2 separate regions of the Astyanax mexicanus genome follow, and region 1 is linked to region 2. The links are chromatin contacts, called in public Hi-C maps. All regions are on one chromosome and are shown on one strand. Each heading gives the region's core, a stretch centred on a gene start, on an enhancer-like site or on the middle of the called end of the contact. The rest is flanking DNA. Distances are from core to core; before and after follow the strand shown.

Region 1 (3,275 bases), core at 351-2,850, 100 kb before region 2:
TCTCATTTCCCGTTATATATCTACTAGAAACAGATTATATCTGTTCAGTATCATTTATTTTACTGTAATCATGGATATATGGAGATATTTGCAGTGCATTATTATTATTGTTAGTATCATGACATTCTGGATCATTGACTTCTGTTACAAATCTGATAAAATTATTATATTTTTTAATATCTCAGTTAGTGTGCCATATCATATTGTATGCAATAATAAAATTAAAATTTCACTTTGTTGCATTTGTTTGTAGTGTATTTTCAAAATAATTTTTTAACTCTATTTTCATATCGCCAAGAGTATAGTTATTGTGAAAATACCATGAAATATAGTGATGTTATTGTAGGGCCATATCGCCCACCCCTATTCTGAGGGAAGCCCAGATATCCATATAATGTACAACAGATCATAAAGGGCCAATAAGATGATGTTACCAAGACCTGAGAAAGCCCTGTCTTCAGAAAGGGGGGAGAGAGTGCAGAAATGATTGTCCATTCTTTAATTCCTCTTTGTTGGGGAGCTGAAATTAGCTTTTTTTTATTATATTTTTCCGCTCCTCCTTAAATTCTGCAGCCAGCCCCTGCCATTTGTTGCACCATTTAAGGTGGAACTGGAAAGTTGGCTAGTAAGCTAGCTACTGAGACAACTACTAGCAATCTTTTTTTAAATTTTTTAATGCTTGTTATGAAGAATTTGGCCATAAAACATTAAAACTACACATTAAACTATAGTAATATAGAGCTAATCCTTACTTTTTAACAATTTAAATACTGAAATTTGTGGGTTTCTTTGCTTTCTTTTACTGTGATCTTACCAGTGAATCTCATACCCCTCGGTTTGAAGTGTGCATCTGAAAAATCTTCGTATGAAGGGCGAGCAAGCCCTGTCCCTTTCCCTAACCTACCCCTCCAGCCAAGGGGTGAAATGGGATTGGGCCTTAATTAAATCTCTTTCTTTCTCTCTTTCTCTAATGTCTTTTTTTCTTTTATAGGGAGTGGAGTTCTTTGATGAGAAGCTGAACTCTCTGTGCATGGCGTGGCTGGTAGACCATGGTAAGTGTGCCCACCTTTCACTCCGAGTGTGAAATAAGTGTGAGTGCAATAAGTCTGCTGACTCTTTGGATCATCCAGTTCTCACTCACTCACTCACACACACACACTCACTCTCGCACGCACAGTAGCATAGTTAGCGCATTGCAGCTGCTAGGATTACCAAAGGGAGCTGCTGTTTCTTCTGCCTTGCCCCGCCCTTTTCCACTGTTCTGCCAAAGAGTGGTTTGGGGGGAGAGGAGGACGTGCTTCACCGCAGCTCCCGCTCTTCTCTCTGCTAATGACGAGACTCCAGCTGATAAGAATCCAGCAGCACCCAGGAAATTCCTCAGAGTTTTGCCCCTTTCCTCAGGTTTTTTCGCCCTTTTTTAAACTCTCTCACCTTTCCTCATGCCCCCTCTCGCTGTTTACTTTCTTTTGCTTTTGGGTTCAACTTAGTTTAATCAGTTCTTTTTCTTTTTAGTGCGTATAAATCCCCTCCCCGTCTCCTAATTGCTTTCCTGGCTGCTGTGTGGTCTGCTCACAGGAAAAGCCGCTCGCTATCGCAGCCGCTGAGAATGTAGGTCAGCGCAGCGGCCTGCCCCGGCTCCTCTGCTTCGGCAGCTTTGATGATCCACCGTGTCTCCATCACTTCCATTTCACACACTCTGTCTCAGAGCGCTGGGTGCGCGCTTCTGCTTTTCATGCTCCTGGGCTGGATGAGGAAATGGGATTTGACTTTGGTGGATATGCTCTTCGTTCCTTGCGGTGCTCCCAGTGATTTCCACTTAAATTATTTCTCCTAAATTTGCATATGACTCACCAAATACTGAGAGATTAATACTTTTACTTCATGCTGTGTTTTTTTAAAGAGATTTTTTTAGGTCATGTCGATCCTCGTCTTGCTTTTATGCCCTAAAATCTGCATTTAGATGTGTCAAATGCTGTTTTGATTATCCAAATGGCTTTGATTACACCCTAAATCTGTACTGATCTAGTTTGGTTTGGAAGTTTTGGGCGCAGGCATACAGATGCACCCAAGCATGCAGTATGCCATCAGCTGCCAGAGTCCTGAGAGAGCACAGTTGGCCTTGCTCTCTCTGGGTGGGTACAGTACAGTAGATAACGCTCTTTTCTTTCCCCTCATCACTCCTAGGGTGATGTGGATCAGCACAAGGCTGCGTCTGTGAGCTGATGTATCAGAACTGAGTCGCTGCGCTTTCCTCCGAGCGTTAGCGCTGTGATGCTACTCGGCAATGCTGCATCAGCAGCAGTTCAAAAAGAGGCGGAGTCTGACTTCCCCTGTGTCAGAGGAGGCGTGTGCTAGTCTTCACCCTCCTGGTGTTGGAGTATCACTAGTGTCCTAATGGGTCATTGGCCTTGTAAACTGGGGATAAAAAATAGGTTAAGAATTAGAAATAAAAATAACCACACCAATATTGGAATTAAATCTATTGGTAGATGAATGTGTAAAGAAGGAGAAAAGTAATATTGTAAAATTTGTCAAATTATGCACTATTTTTACAGTCTGGCAAAGAAAAAATGTGCAGTCTTTTTACACTGCGGCTACCGTATCGGGGGAAAAAAGCTTTATTTTCTATGCTACTACACTAAAAGAAGTAAAGAGGTCAAAATTACATTAATCTTTTCTTTTAGCTGAATCAACTTTACCGCCATTTATCTTTTTATGGCTGTGCTTGCTGTTTAAAGACTGTGTGCAGACCAAGCAATTGGCCCACCTAATAAAAGCTACAATCGGTGCCACCCAATGTCCACTGTATGTCTGGGAGTACAAACACACCAGACAGTTCTTAGAGAGCAGTACTGAGCTTTGATTTTGACATTTCAAAATGTATAAAGCCTTTTCTTTGTCTGTCTTTTTATTAGGCTGATTGTTTATCAGTATTGTGAACATAATGGTGTCTTGCAGCTTTAATATGTTACTATTTATTTGAATATCTAATTTTTTCCATCCCTTACATTTTAGCTGTAGTGATCTAGCTGTTTTTTTTTTGTTTCTTTCTTTTCTTGATTGTTCAGTTTCTCAGTTGTGTTTGTATGATGGTGCAGTTAGTAAAGCCAAATATGAAATTGACTGTATTAAGAGTTTAAACTGTTTTGATTTGTTTGTAGTTGTTGTTGGTTGTTGTGCTGAATTATGACTTCCCACCACAATAAGAGTCCCCTAAAGCATGTTTCTGTTTGTTGAGAAGAGCAACTTATTGTTTTATTTATAAACAGAAGCAG
Region 2 (3,351 bases), core at 255-2,754:
CCACCACCAACACCACACCATAAGCCTTAGCCTCAGCTCAGAGAGCCTCTACACCAAAGATAACTCAACACCTAGGACATTCTGAGAAGCCAGCTGGTGCAAAACAGAAAATGCAAAAAGAAGCATGGGAAGGTCTACCTGTTAGACACCACCACTCCAGTACATTCTGAGGAACCAGCTACTGCCTAAAACGAAGCTGCATGAAGATCCACCAAAGTGTGTATTACCACCACTAGCGACAACTACCAGACCAGTATAAACCATAATTCTAGGCAGAAGTTATAAAGCCTCTTTACAGATACAGATTTCAGATACAATTCTGAAGGAACAAGCATGGAAAGATCCACCAAAATGCGTTAGTTACCACCACCACTCCAGTATAAGCCCTAATTCTAGACAGAAGTCAAAGAGCCTAAGTTATACCAAACACAACTCTGAGAAGCCAGCTGCTGCAAACAAGAAGATGCATGGAGAAGCATGGAAAGATCCACCAAAATGTGTTGTAGCACCACTGGCTACAACTACCAAACCAATATAAGCCCTAATTCTAGGCAGAAGCCATAGAGCCTCTACACCAGACCCAATTCTGAGAAGCCAGCTGCTGCTGCTTTAAACAAGAAGATACAAGCAGTAACTCCAGACAAGCATGGAGAAAGGTCTACTACTAAAGTGTTAGCTAGTTAGTTAGCTAGCTTAAATAGCTTATAACTGCACAGAGAGCCTGGAAGAGCTCCTCTATACACACGTGTGTCTTCAGACAACCTGCTGCTCTGATGTTCCTCAACATTGTAACACTTCAAGAGAGAAATGTAGCTACAGGACAACAAACAACAACAACAGCAGTAGCAGTAACAGTAACACACTCTGGAGCAGAAGTTGCTGCTGTTTCTCTCCACAGTCTGGGCTGATACTCTCACTCACCTCGGTCTTGGTGATCCGGTGTCTCGCGAGCTTCACCACGGCGAAGTTGCCCTTGCCCAGAGTGCGCTCGATATCGTAGAAGCCCACCCGGACCGGAGCCCGGAGCCCTGCTTTCTGGTGACAGTCAGCCATGACCATGCTGTTCGGCAGCAACACACTCAGTGAGAGGGGGGAGATAGATAGCTACACACACTCTTACACACTCTTACACACACTCACACTTCTTGCACAGCCCCAAGTCACAGATAACGAGGCAGCGAGAACACGCTGTCTACCCCTCCTCTCCTCCACCTCCTCCCTCTCCTCCTGTTTTTAAAACACGTCTGCTGAACATTAGCTTAAAATAAAGACCTTAAATAATAAAAGACGACGAGGACAGCAAAGGCTTCAGCAGCCGGACTCAGAGAGAGAGAGAGGGAAAGAAAGAAACAAGTCACAGCATGCTCTCTCTTTTTCTCGTTCTATTCTTCTATATCTCTCTCTCTCTCTATTTCCCCTCTCTCATACAATAGAGCTCTAATGTTTCAGCTCCATTAGCCCGAGTGCACGAGCTGGACTCGCTCGCGCGAGGAGCAGGAGGAGGCGTCCTGTTCCCTCCGTTGACGTCCATTGACGTCAGAGCCTATGGGGGTATTAGTGGAGGGGGCGGGGCTTCCGAGCCCTTCAGCACGCCGCTGCCAACTCGTTGCCACGGGCGACCCCGAGCCTCCTCTTACGTCAGCGGTCAGCTTTAACGGCTCTGGGGCTGAACTGGAGTGAATGATCGCGAGCGCCTGGAAGTTCGGTTCAGTGGTGACGAATCGATTCACCGACTCCCGCGATTCACCGAGTCGAACGTCCAACGATTCAGCGACTCGTTGATTCACTCACACGAGCGGATTCGAAATGATTATGGCCACTGAATTATTATACCCTTTCAGACCTGAATTATCTCTATTGTTTTTTTAAGTAAAGAAAAATATAATAAGCTGATTTTTTTATGATCTTTGGTACGTTTTTAGTAGTTTTCTTAATTTAATTTTTTAGTTAAATTGTTTTTAATTTTGGTTTGTTTTAGCCTAAATTTCTTTTATTGTTTCTTTCTTTCCTTTCATTGAATTTGTATGTATTTGTATGTATTGTATGGTTTATTTATTCATCTGTAGTTGCATTTGTTTCGTTTTATTACCTTTGATTTTTTTTACATATGATTTTATGATTCTTTATTTACATTGTTTTATATTTTTTATAATATCTTATTTTTTATTTTTATTATTTATTTAATTTTATTTTATTTTATCCCTTCCCTAAGTATTTGCTCGGCTGCATTGTTTAAATAAAGGTTGATTGATTGATAAAAAGCCTTAGAATTGTTGACTACTCACTTAAAAAAAGGTGTTGGAATTTTTAACAAAAAAAAGGTGAAGAAAAACATGGAAGTCTTGTGTGACATTTTTTTTTTATTTTGTTAAAAATTACAATAATAATAAAATTTATCATATGTGTTTTAGAGTCAAGCAAGTGTTAAATTTTGTAATGTATTTATATATAATATCAATAGTACACAAAATATTACACAATCCAATAAAATAAGCATTAATTCCGAAATTCATTCTGAAAATTAATATTAAAACAAATACATAAACAACAAAGCACATATCAAACACAGATATATTCGTATTAGTTCATTTATTTAATCATATATGCATATATTTAAGGTAAATCATTCACAAACGAATTGATTCACCGAGTCGAACGTCCCGATTCAGTGACTCGTTGATTCACTCACACGACCCGATTCGAAGTGATTATGGCCATTGAATAAATGTAAATGTTTTTTTTATTGCATTACATCTTTTAAGTTTGATGATGGAAAAACAACCTTAAAACAACATTTATTTAACATTATCTAATAGGTACTGATTAATGTTGAAATTCCGACATTGAATTAACGTTTATTTAAAGCTTTTGAATGGTTGAGGCTCTGAATCTACACTTACAACAATGCTTTAGGAGAAATATGCCTCCCACAAATAATAATACTAATATATATAATTTTTAAATGTCCCATTATGCGCTGAAACACCACAGTAAAGGCTATAACAAATAAATACAGACAAGATATAAATTTTAATGTAAGTAAAATTTAATACAAAAGCATATATATAAAACCATAACATTAAATTAATGTTGAATCAACATTAGCAAAGAAAAATGTTTAAATGAACCTAAGTAAGGTCGTTTTCCATTTTGCACTGTAGTTTGTGGTGAATTAAAGTGAGCAAAACAAAATCACCACGGCTGAATTTATCTGAACTATGAGATAACTATGCAATATAAGTAAGAAAGTACAATTTCACACTTTTTTTTCTATTTTTTATACTTAAAGTAAAAAAAAAACATAATTTTCTATTGTTGTATATCTATAATTATACTACCATAATACTATAA

The links. Hi-C and Micro-C count contacts between places; a contact is called where the count stands out from the background.
Region 1: a Hi-C map of muscle shows a contact between it and region 2, with 15 times the contacts expected there. The contact joins the enhancer-like site here to the promoter of sik2b in region 2. A contact is called at or near these places in 3 of 3 Hi-C or Micro-C datasets (blood and muscle).

The regions. Positions count from the first base shown.
Region 1 is chr18:3,292,931-3,296,205 of AstMex3_surface, reverse strand. It overlaps ppp2r1bb (protein phosphatase 2, regulatory subunit A, beta b), which reads left to right. Exons shown (of 15, transcript XM_007229378.4): 11 at 992-1,052. Among protein-coding and RNA genes, the nearest start is that of ppp2r1bb, 18 kb to the left of the region's middle. Within about 2 kb of position 1,600, the one cell type or tissue checked has an H3K27ac peak away from gene starts, as active enhancers do.
Region 2 is chr18:3,189,748-3,193,098 of AstMex3_surface, reverse strand. It overlaps sik2b (salt-inducible kinase 2b), which reads right to left and starts at 1,504. Exons shown (of 15, transcript XM_022675039.2): 1 at 922-1,504. The coding sequence starts at 1,059.